Regions from separate parts of the Mus musculus genome. Here region 1 is linked to region 2. Evidence: chromatin contacts called from public HiChIP or PLAC-seq data. All regions are on one chromosome and are shown on one strand. The core of a region is the stretch at or near the end of the contact, and the rest is flanking DNA. Distances in the headings are between cores, read along the strand shown. Region 1 overlaps Mrpl1 (mitochondrial ribosomal protein L1). Region 2 holds the start of Cnot6l (CCR4-NOT transcription complex, subunit 6-like).

Region 1 (3,794 bases), core at 788-3,287, 83 kb before region 2:
AGCTACAGTGTACTTTCATATAATAAATAAATTAATCTTTAAAATTGAAAAAAAAACTTAAAAAAATTAACATTTGGGTATGATGAACTTGGTAGCTTTCTGACTGAGAAACAAAAGCATTAATTTAAAACATCTTTTATATGAGCTCTAGTTTTTTTTTAATATAAAATACAGTGTCATTTATTCTAGAGAGGCTAGAAAACTTTTTTTTTCTTACTTGTAGGTTTGTAGAGGTTCTGTGATTTTACTTTTATCTTTTGAGATATATGATTCCTTGCATTTTTAAGAGAAAGGCACACATGAATTTAAACCTACATCAATCATGCATAACCTACCAAACTGACAAAAATGATTAAGTTTGTTAATATCCAACAGCAGTGAGAATAAGAACTATAAATTCATTGTTGTGTAAATTATATTAGTGTACTCATTCCAAAATGAATACTATCTGGAATGATTATAACATTTTATGCACATTTTTTATACTTCAAGAAATTTACCTAAAGGTATATTTGGGAGATGTTGGCAACATTTGTTTGCAAGAATTTCATCATAGTGTCATCCATATAACAAAAACTGGATACACACAAAAGGCCACCAACAGGAACTATTTACAGTACATAATGGAATATAACAAACAGGCATTGAAAGGTCTATGGTATGGGTTGATCCCAGCACCACTAAGAATGAGGCAAATGTTATTTTCATCCTTGCCAAGAAAATTACAGGTCAGCGTTGTCTGGCACAGTAGCATATGTAAATTAATTTTAAAGAGGTATTTATGCTTTATAGCTTGATATTTCTAGAAGGAGAAAAATACATACATGTGCCTATGGTGTGGGTCAGAATTTCCTATTGTTTCCCTACAGCACACTCCCTAAGGTCATGCTCTAAGACCTTCCCCTGAAATCTAATACCTTCATTTTTAACCAATTACACTTCATGCCAAGACAGAAATAGATGATGATCACAGGATAGCAATGCACGTGATTAAAACAAAATATTCCAACAATAGCTTGTTTTATCTTCATTATATTCAATAAATAAGTTGAGTGATATTTTTGCTGATATGAGGATTTGAGTTGATTCCATATATACACAAGTAAATACATGAATATGTAAGTTTTAGGTACAAATGATAGGAAAGATTCAAAAAGAAACTGGCTGGCTACAAAACCATTCACATAGTTCAAAGAATAATGGTTGAGTTTATAACACTAGCCTGTAAGAAAATAAAGACATAGAATTCAGCTGGTTATATTTACCACTTTGAGACAGAAGAAAAATGAGTTTAAACTACTCAAACTACGCTCCACATGAAAGTTCTAAACCTGGCTCTTGGAGCGTAAAACCAGCCAGCACAGGACTAAAGAGATAGATAGGTGAGCAGCTTGGAGCAGTTCCCGTTCTTGTAGAGGATCTACCTGAATATGGTCCCCACACAGTGGGTCATAACTGCCTGTAACTCCAGTTCCAGGGCCTCTGGCATCCTCTTCTGATCCCTGCAGGTTCTTTCATGAACACAGTAACCACCCAGACGTACACTCGGGCACAAACATACACACATACAACAAGGTTTTAAAAAGATTTTTCTTTTTTTTTTTTAATAAATGTGGATGTGTGTGTGTGGATATATGTGCAGATGCCCAAGGACGCCAGAAGGAGGCAATCCAGGGAGGTGGACACAGTTGAGAGCCACCCTACATGGATGCTGGGAATCAAACTTAAACCCTCAGGAAGGGCAGCAGGCGGTCTTAACCACTGAGCCATCTCTCCAGCTCTTGGCACATACTCTTAAGTATACAATATAGTTTTGACATACATTTACACTCCTGGAACCACCACTAGTCAGGATAATTAATCACTTCTAATATTCATTATGTTGCTTTGCAATTCCTACTTCCTGTCCCTCTCCGCCTTTGTCTTGTCCAAGGTAACCACTATTTGTCTTTCTATCAATATAAATTAGCTAACATTTGCTAGAATTTTATACAAATGGAATAGTACTATATATACCCCCCCCTGCTGGCTTCTTTCACTCAGCATACATTAGCATATATGGAGTTTATTTATTACTTTTGTTTATATGGATCCTGTGATGGATATTTAAAATGTTTCCAACTAAAGATTATTATAAATATCAACATATGTTTTGATTTGCTTGAACATATGTTTTCATTTCTCCTGAATACACGGCTAAAACTGGAATAGCAGAACTGGGCAGAAAAAGGAAGTTCAGCTTCTTTACAAATTACCAAATTGCTTGTCAAGGAGGTTGCATCATTTTAAAAACTGAATTTTCTCATAGTGTGTGCATGGTCCAGTCCTCTATGTCCTCACCAATCCTTGGTAAAGGTAGGGGGAATAGTTTTAGCCATCCAGTAGATATGCAGTGATAATTCTCTATGTTTTAGTTTACATTGACCCAATGACTAAAGATGCTGGTGATCATCTTGTTTTGTTTGTCATCTGTCCTATCTCTTGTTAGTGTTCAAATTCTGCCAATACAAAAATACTGGGTAGTTTATCAAGCTTAGAAAGCTTTTTTATGTACTTAGGATTTACCAGACGTGATTTGCACATTTGTTTTTCACTCCATAATCTGTGTATTGTCTTTGCACTGTCTTTTCAGGATCTGGAACTCGCCTCTACACAGACCCACCTACCAACTCTTTCTGAGTAACTAACACTTTTGTTGTCACATCTTAAAAAGATTCATTCCATAACCCAGCTTTCCAAACCTTTCTTCTAACGTAATCAATTTTAGGATTCACATTTAAGGGTTTGCATATAACTTTTACACACATTGCGAGTTATATGAGCTTTGACATGAGGGTTGCTGCTGACTTGTTGCAGACAAATATTGAACAGTTTTGGTGACACTGTGGTTTACCCACTCAGTGTTATTAAGTGACTAGAAGTCAGTTCTTCACACACATCTATGTTCTCTGGCTCTCTATTTTTTCCATTGTTTTATTTCTTGACATCAATATCGTAATGTCAAAAGAACTTTATAAAAATATTTTTATTTCTTTATAATTTGAGACATTATCATTCTGCAGCCTGGCTGGTCTGAAATTCACAAAGATCCTCTATGTCCCCTGGGTGCTAGGATTAAAGACAAGCACCATCATAACCAACAAGTTCTGCAAATCTTCAACTTTGTTCTTATTCCAAGTTGTTCTATTTTAGGTCCTTTGCATTTCTGTGTGTGCACATGAGTAGCATGTGATATGTATGCACACGTGCATACAAGCTGTGTGCATGCATATGGAGGGCAGAAGTTGATGTTGGGTGGCTTCCTCAATCATTCTCCCTCTTATATTTTGATACAAGAGCTCTCACTGAAACTAGAGCTCACCCATTTGACAAGGCTCTGGGGATCTTCCTGTCTCTGCTTCCAAAACACTGGGAGAACAGATACATGCCCCCATGCCTGCCTATCTATCTATCTATCTATCTATCTATCTATCTATCTATCTATCTATCTATCTATCTATCTATCTATCTATCTATGTGGAGCCTGGGATTCAAACTCAGGTCCTGCACTATGCAATAAGCACTCTGCTCTCCCCACTGAGCCACCTCCCTGATAACAGTCTTTTGTATGTCTGTATGAGTTTTGTAATTAGTTAACTTCTTAAAAAGTTGATGGGACTTTGAGAGTGTAACCAGTCAAGCAACCTTCTCTTTAGGAGAACTGGTATTGCAAATTCATTCTACAATTTCACAAAGTCCACCTCACCATATATTTCATTCATAGTTGAGTCAATTGCACTCAACTATGTTTTGAT
Region 2 (3,547 bases), core at 254-2,753:
AATTGCACCCCCTTCTTCTCTCAAAAGATAAAGGCTTTAAACATTCAATAACAAGGCCTGAGAAAAAGGCAACCAACACGGTGCCTTAAGAGTGCTGAAAACAACATATATTTGAGAATAAAACATATTGAATCGACTCTGGACCGGCGTCGGTAAATACCCAGCACAGAGCCATGCGCCGGGAGAGACGGAAAAGTGCAAAATCCAAGGCAGCACTCTGCCTTGCAGAGCACATGCAATTTGCTTCTAGCTTTGTTGGAAGAAGCTTCAGGTGGCACAAGTAAAATCCTCCGGACTTAAAATAGCAAGCTCCATTCACACGGTAACCAATAATATTTCCAGTTTACACTTAAATGTTTTCACTCCGTAACCGCCGCAAACTGCCAAATACAATTTTATCGCGAGAGAGGATTAAAAATAGGACGGGGTTATCGCAGAGCGTCATAGGCTTTTAAACCCACCTCCCGCCATGCAATTTACACATGCTGTTTTTAAAAAGAAGAAGAAGAAGTCAAGAAACCCACTGAGGACGTCAGAAAACATTTCCTTGGGTCGTTCCACCTCACCTGAGGTCTCCTTAATTAACCACCCAGAATGCCCTGAGCTCTGCTGTGGGCCTGCGTGGGCCAGCGTCAGGAAACAGTGCAAGCACCCGCGTGTCCCTTCCCCATCCCCAGCATCAGCACCTAGGTTCTGCTAATCGTACGAGTCTTCTCGGCTTCTACCCTCCACTCAATCTAATAAAGCAGTTTTTTTTTTTTTCCCAAAACACCAGCGAGGGCGACGGTAAGAAGCGAGCCAGGCGCTTGGCCGTCCCGCGCGCACGCGCAACTCCCGAAGCGCGGCGCGCCGGGGCCCCGCCCCCTTCCCCTCACCCCACCCCTCGGCGCCGGGGAGTGACTGACTCCCGCCAGCCCCTCCACGTCAATCAACTCTCCTCCTCCTCCTCCTCGCACTCTCTGCACCTTGTTATTAATCTCTAAAGCGATAGCGCCTGGACTTCTCTCCCCGGCCCTCGGGGTTGTGAGCGTGTGTGAATTAGAGCGAAGGCATCGAAAGCTCGCGTCTCTCTCTCTCTCTTCTCCCTCTCTTTTTCTCTCTCCTCGGCCCCGGCCTCGGCAGCGACCCGGCTCGGCATCGACCCCCGCGGCGGCGGCAGCCTCAGCGCCAGGAGGCCAAGGCCAAGGGCGGGCTCCGCGAGGCTTTCGCAGCGGCGTCTCCGGCGACCGCGGGCCCTCTCCTACGCGCCCCGGTCGCCCCGGTCCTGCGCGGCGCGGCCCGCGTCCCCCCTCCCCGCCCCCCGATCCGTCTGCTCTGCGCTCCCTTCGGCCGCCCTCCGCCGCCTCGGTGGTTCCTCAGGCGGCCCGGCCCGGCCCGCCCGCCCCGCGTCCCCTCCGGCCGGTGCCTCTCCCCCCGGCGGGCTGCCTGCATGTCTTTACTGCCCTCAGCCCCGCCGCCACCGCCGCCGCCGCCTCCCCCGCCGCCGCAGCCCCAGCAGCAGCCGCCCCGCCGCCGCCGCCGTCGCCGCCGTCCGGACCCTGGCGCGCTGAATGCAGGTGAGGAGGGGGCGCGGGCCTCGACTCCCGGCCCTGCGCGCTCGCCTTCCGGGGCCCGGCCTCCCGCCGCCGCCGCGGCCCCTCGGGGTGAGCGGGCGGGCGTGGGTGTTTGTGTTTGCGTCTGAGGTCTGGAGGGGAGCATCTGTGGGGCCCTGGTGCGCGCGCGCGTGTTTGTGTGTGTGTGTTTCCCCAGCCGCGGGGAAATGGCTGCTGGTGCTCGTTCAGGGCCCGCGGAGGAGAATGAGGTAGAGTGTTTCCGTGCCTCGGAGTCGGACCGGGAGTGGAGCGAGGGGGAGCGCGTCTCCCCGGGGAAGTGAGGTGGGCGAGGGACGAACGTGTGTGGGTGTGTGAGTTGGGACTTTGGCGGGCGGGAGGCGGCCCCGCGGCGAGTGGGTGTGCGTGTGTGTCGCGTGTGTGTGTGTCTGCGTGTGTGTGTGTCGGGCGGCGGGAGCCGGCCCGCGTCGCCTCAGGGGGCGCGGGTTCCAGGCCGTGTGCGTGTGGGGAGGGGGACGGAGTCGGGGACCCCAGAGCGTCGAGGTCCTTCCGCTTCGAGGCCGGGGCTCAGAGCCTCACAGGTGAGAACGGCTCGGCGGGAACCCACGCCGTGGACGCGGGAGGCAGTGCGGCCCCCACGGCGGCGGGCGGCGGGCAGCGGGGGCTCGGGCCGCGGTTCCCGAGGCCGGGGCCGCGGCAGGAAGCGCGCCGGCCTGCAGCGCGGCCTAACCGTCTTCGCGCCCGGTGGCCTCCCCAGACGCTCCTGGGACTCCGTCCTCGCGCGGGCCCCGGGCGCTGCCCCGGGCCTGGCCAGGTGAGGGTCGGGGGCGGGACACGCGGATCGTGGTCGCCTGTGCCGCCTCCGCGTCTCCCAAGGGGAGAGGAAGGCATATTTTGGCGTTCTAACTGCAGGCCTTCCCAGGCTGGCGTGGGGAACCCGAGGGAAAGTGAATCAAAACAGGAAATCTCGGAATTCGTGGGGTTCGGATCTCCTCTTTCCGTCCGTCCTTTAAGGCTGTGCGAGCAGAGGCTTGAGTAAATACGTTCTTTGTTGTTGCAGTTGTTGCAGCGGATACTTTATCGTTGGTTAGATTTTTCACTTCCCTGGAAATCACTCTGGAAAGGCAGAGAGGAAGAAAGGGAAACTGGCCTTGTTGGCCTGTGGTGTTGGTGGGATTGGATCAATTTTGTGAATTTGAAATGGCTTATATCCTGCCTCCTAGAGGGAAAGGCGTGGACACAGAACTGAGGAGGTCAGTGAGGAAGAGGAAGTTCCCGGAGCTGTCATCTTAACCCTACCGGCGGCTTATTTAGCTTAGACTGTTTAGGCGGATTGTGTTCAGGAGTTTAGCTGAGCTGTTTGTACACAGTGAAGGCACGCTACAGCAGTTTTAGATGCTATCTTACTGATTCTCGTTATCTTAATTCTCCATGGAGATAGTCATGTGCAACCAAACGTGTTTTTCCTTAAGTCTCCCAAACCTAGATCATCAGCCTCTATGGTCAATTTATTGTGTGCTCCTGGAAAGCTATCTCAAAACAAAAAGCGGAAATAAAGGTAAATCTGCCACTGAGTGAATAGGGCATTTCAGAACTGTATGTAAACGGTATTTTAGTTGCCGACTAACCTCACTTTTTATATTTGGGTCTAGTTAGACCACACAGCTAGACCTTGACTGTGGGTGGAGTCACACAATACTGTATCATTTGAAGCTTTTAGGTCGTGGTCACTGTAATGACCAGAGATTGCTCTTTTCTGAACCTAGGCTCACAGAGAAACAGTATGTTCTTCAATGGGAGGGTGGGGGTGGGGAGAGGAGAAGTAAAAAGCTGTTTCTATCAACATTACTCGAGGAACAGCCGAAGTGTGGAGTTTAATAGGAAAAGGGTCTTAACTTTTACAGACTAGTTAGAACCATGGCCATGTCATTAATACTTATTGTCATGTTCTCTTGATGTCTAGGATTTGTGTATCTGTTTTCTTGTATCAGGAAGAT

What was found. HiChIP or PLAC-seq counts read pairs in DNA pulled down with a chosen protein or histone mark.
Region 1: a contact with region 2 is called in an H3K4me3 HiChIP or PLAC-seq map of bone marrow-derived macrophages, with 2.6 times the contacts expected there. The contact joins the enhancer-like site here to the promoter of Cnot6l in region 2. A contact is called at or near these places in 5 of 39 promoter capture datasets (the C10 cell line, hippocampal neurons, neutrophils and 2 more), 4 of 484 Hi-C or Micro-C datasets (ECoMG-derived neutrophils, the HL-1 cell line, epidermal suprabasal cells and 1 more) and 4 of 115 datasets of contacts at active chromatin or transcription factors (the SCID.adh cell line, bone marrow-derived macrophages and embryonic stem cells).

The regions. Positions count from the first base shown.
Region 1 is chr5:96,243,199-96,246,992 of GRCm38.p6, reverse strand. All of the region lies in intron 7 of Mrpl1 (mitochondrial ribosomal protein L1), which reads right to left. Among named protein-coding and RNA genes, the nearest start is that of Mrpl1, 35 kb to the right of the region's middle. Within about 2 kb of position 2,037, at least 13 of the 459 cell types and tissues checked have an H3K27ac peak or open chromatin away from gene starts, as enhancers often do. A contact at or near this core is called in bone marrow-derived macrophages, where this site is marked.
Region 2 is chr5:96,159,946-96,163,492 of GRCm38.p6, reverse strand. Cnot6l (CCR4-NOT transcription complex, subunit 6-like) reads left to right here and starts at 1,503. Exons shown (of 12, transcript NM_144910.2): 1 at 1,503-1,556. Gm52799 reads right to left here and starts at 1,698. Exons shown (of 2, transcript XM_030254979.1): 1 at 1,602-1,698; 2 at 1-1,354. The coding sequence starts at 1,698. The coding sequence ends at 738.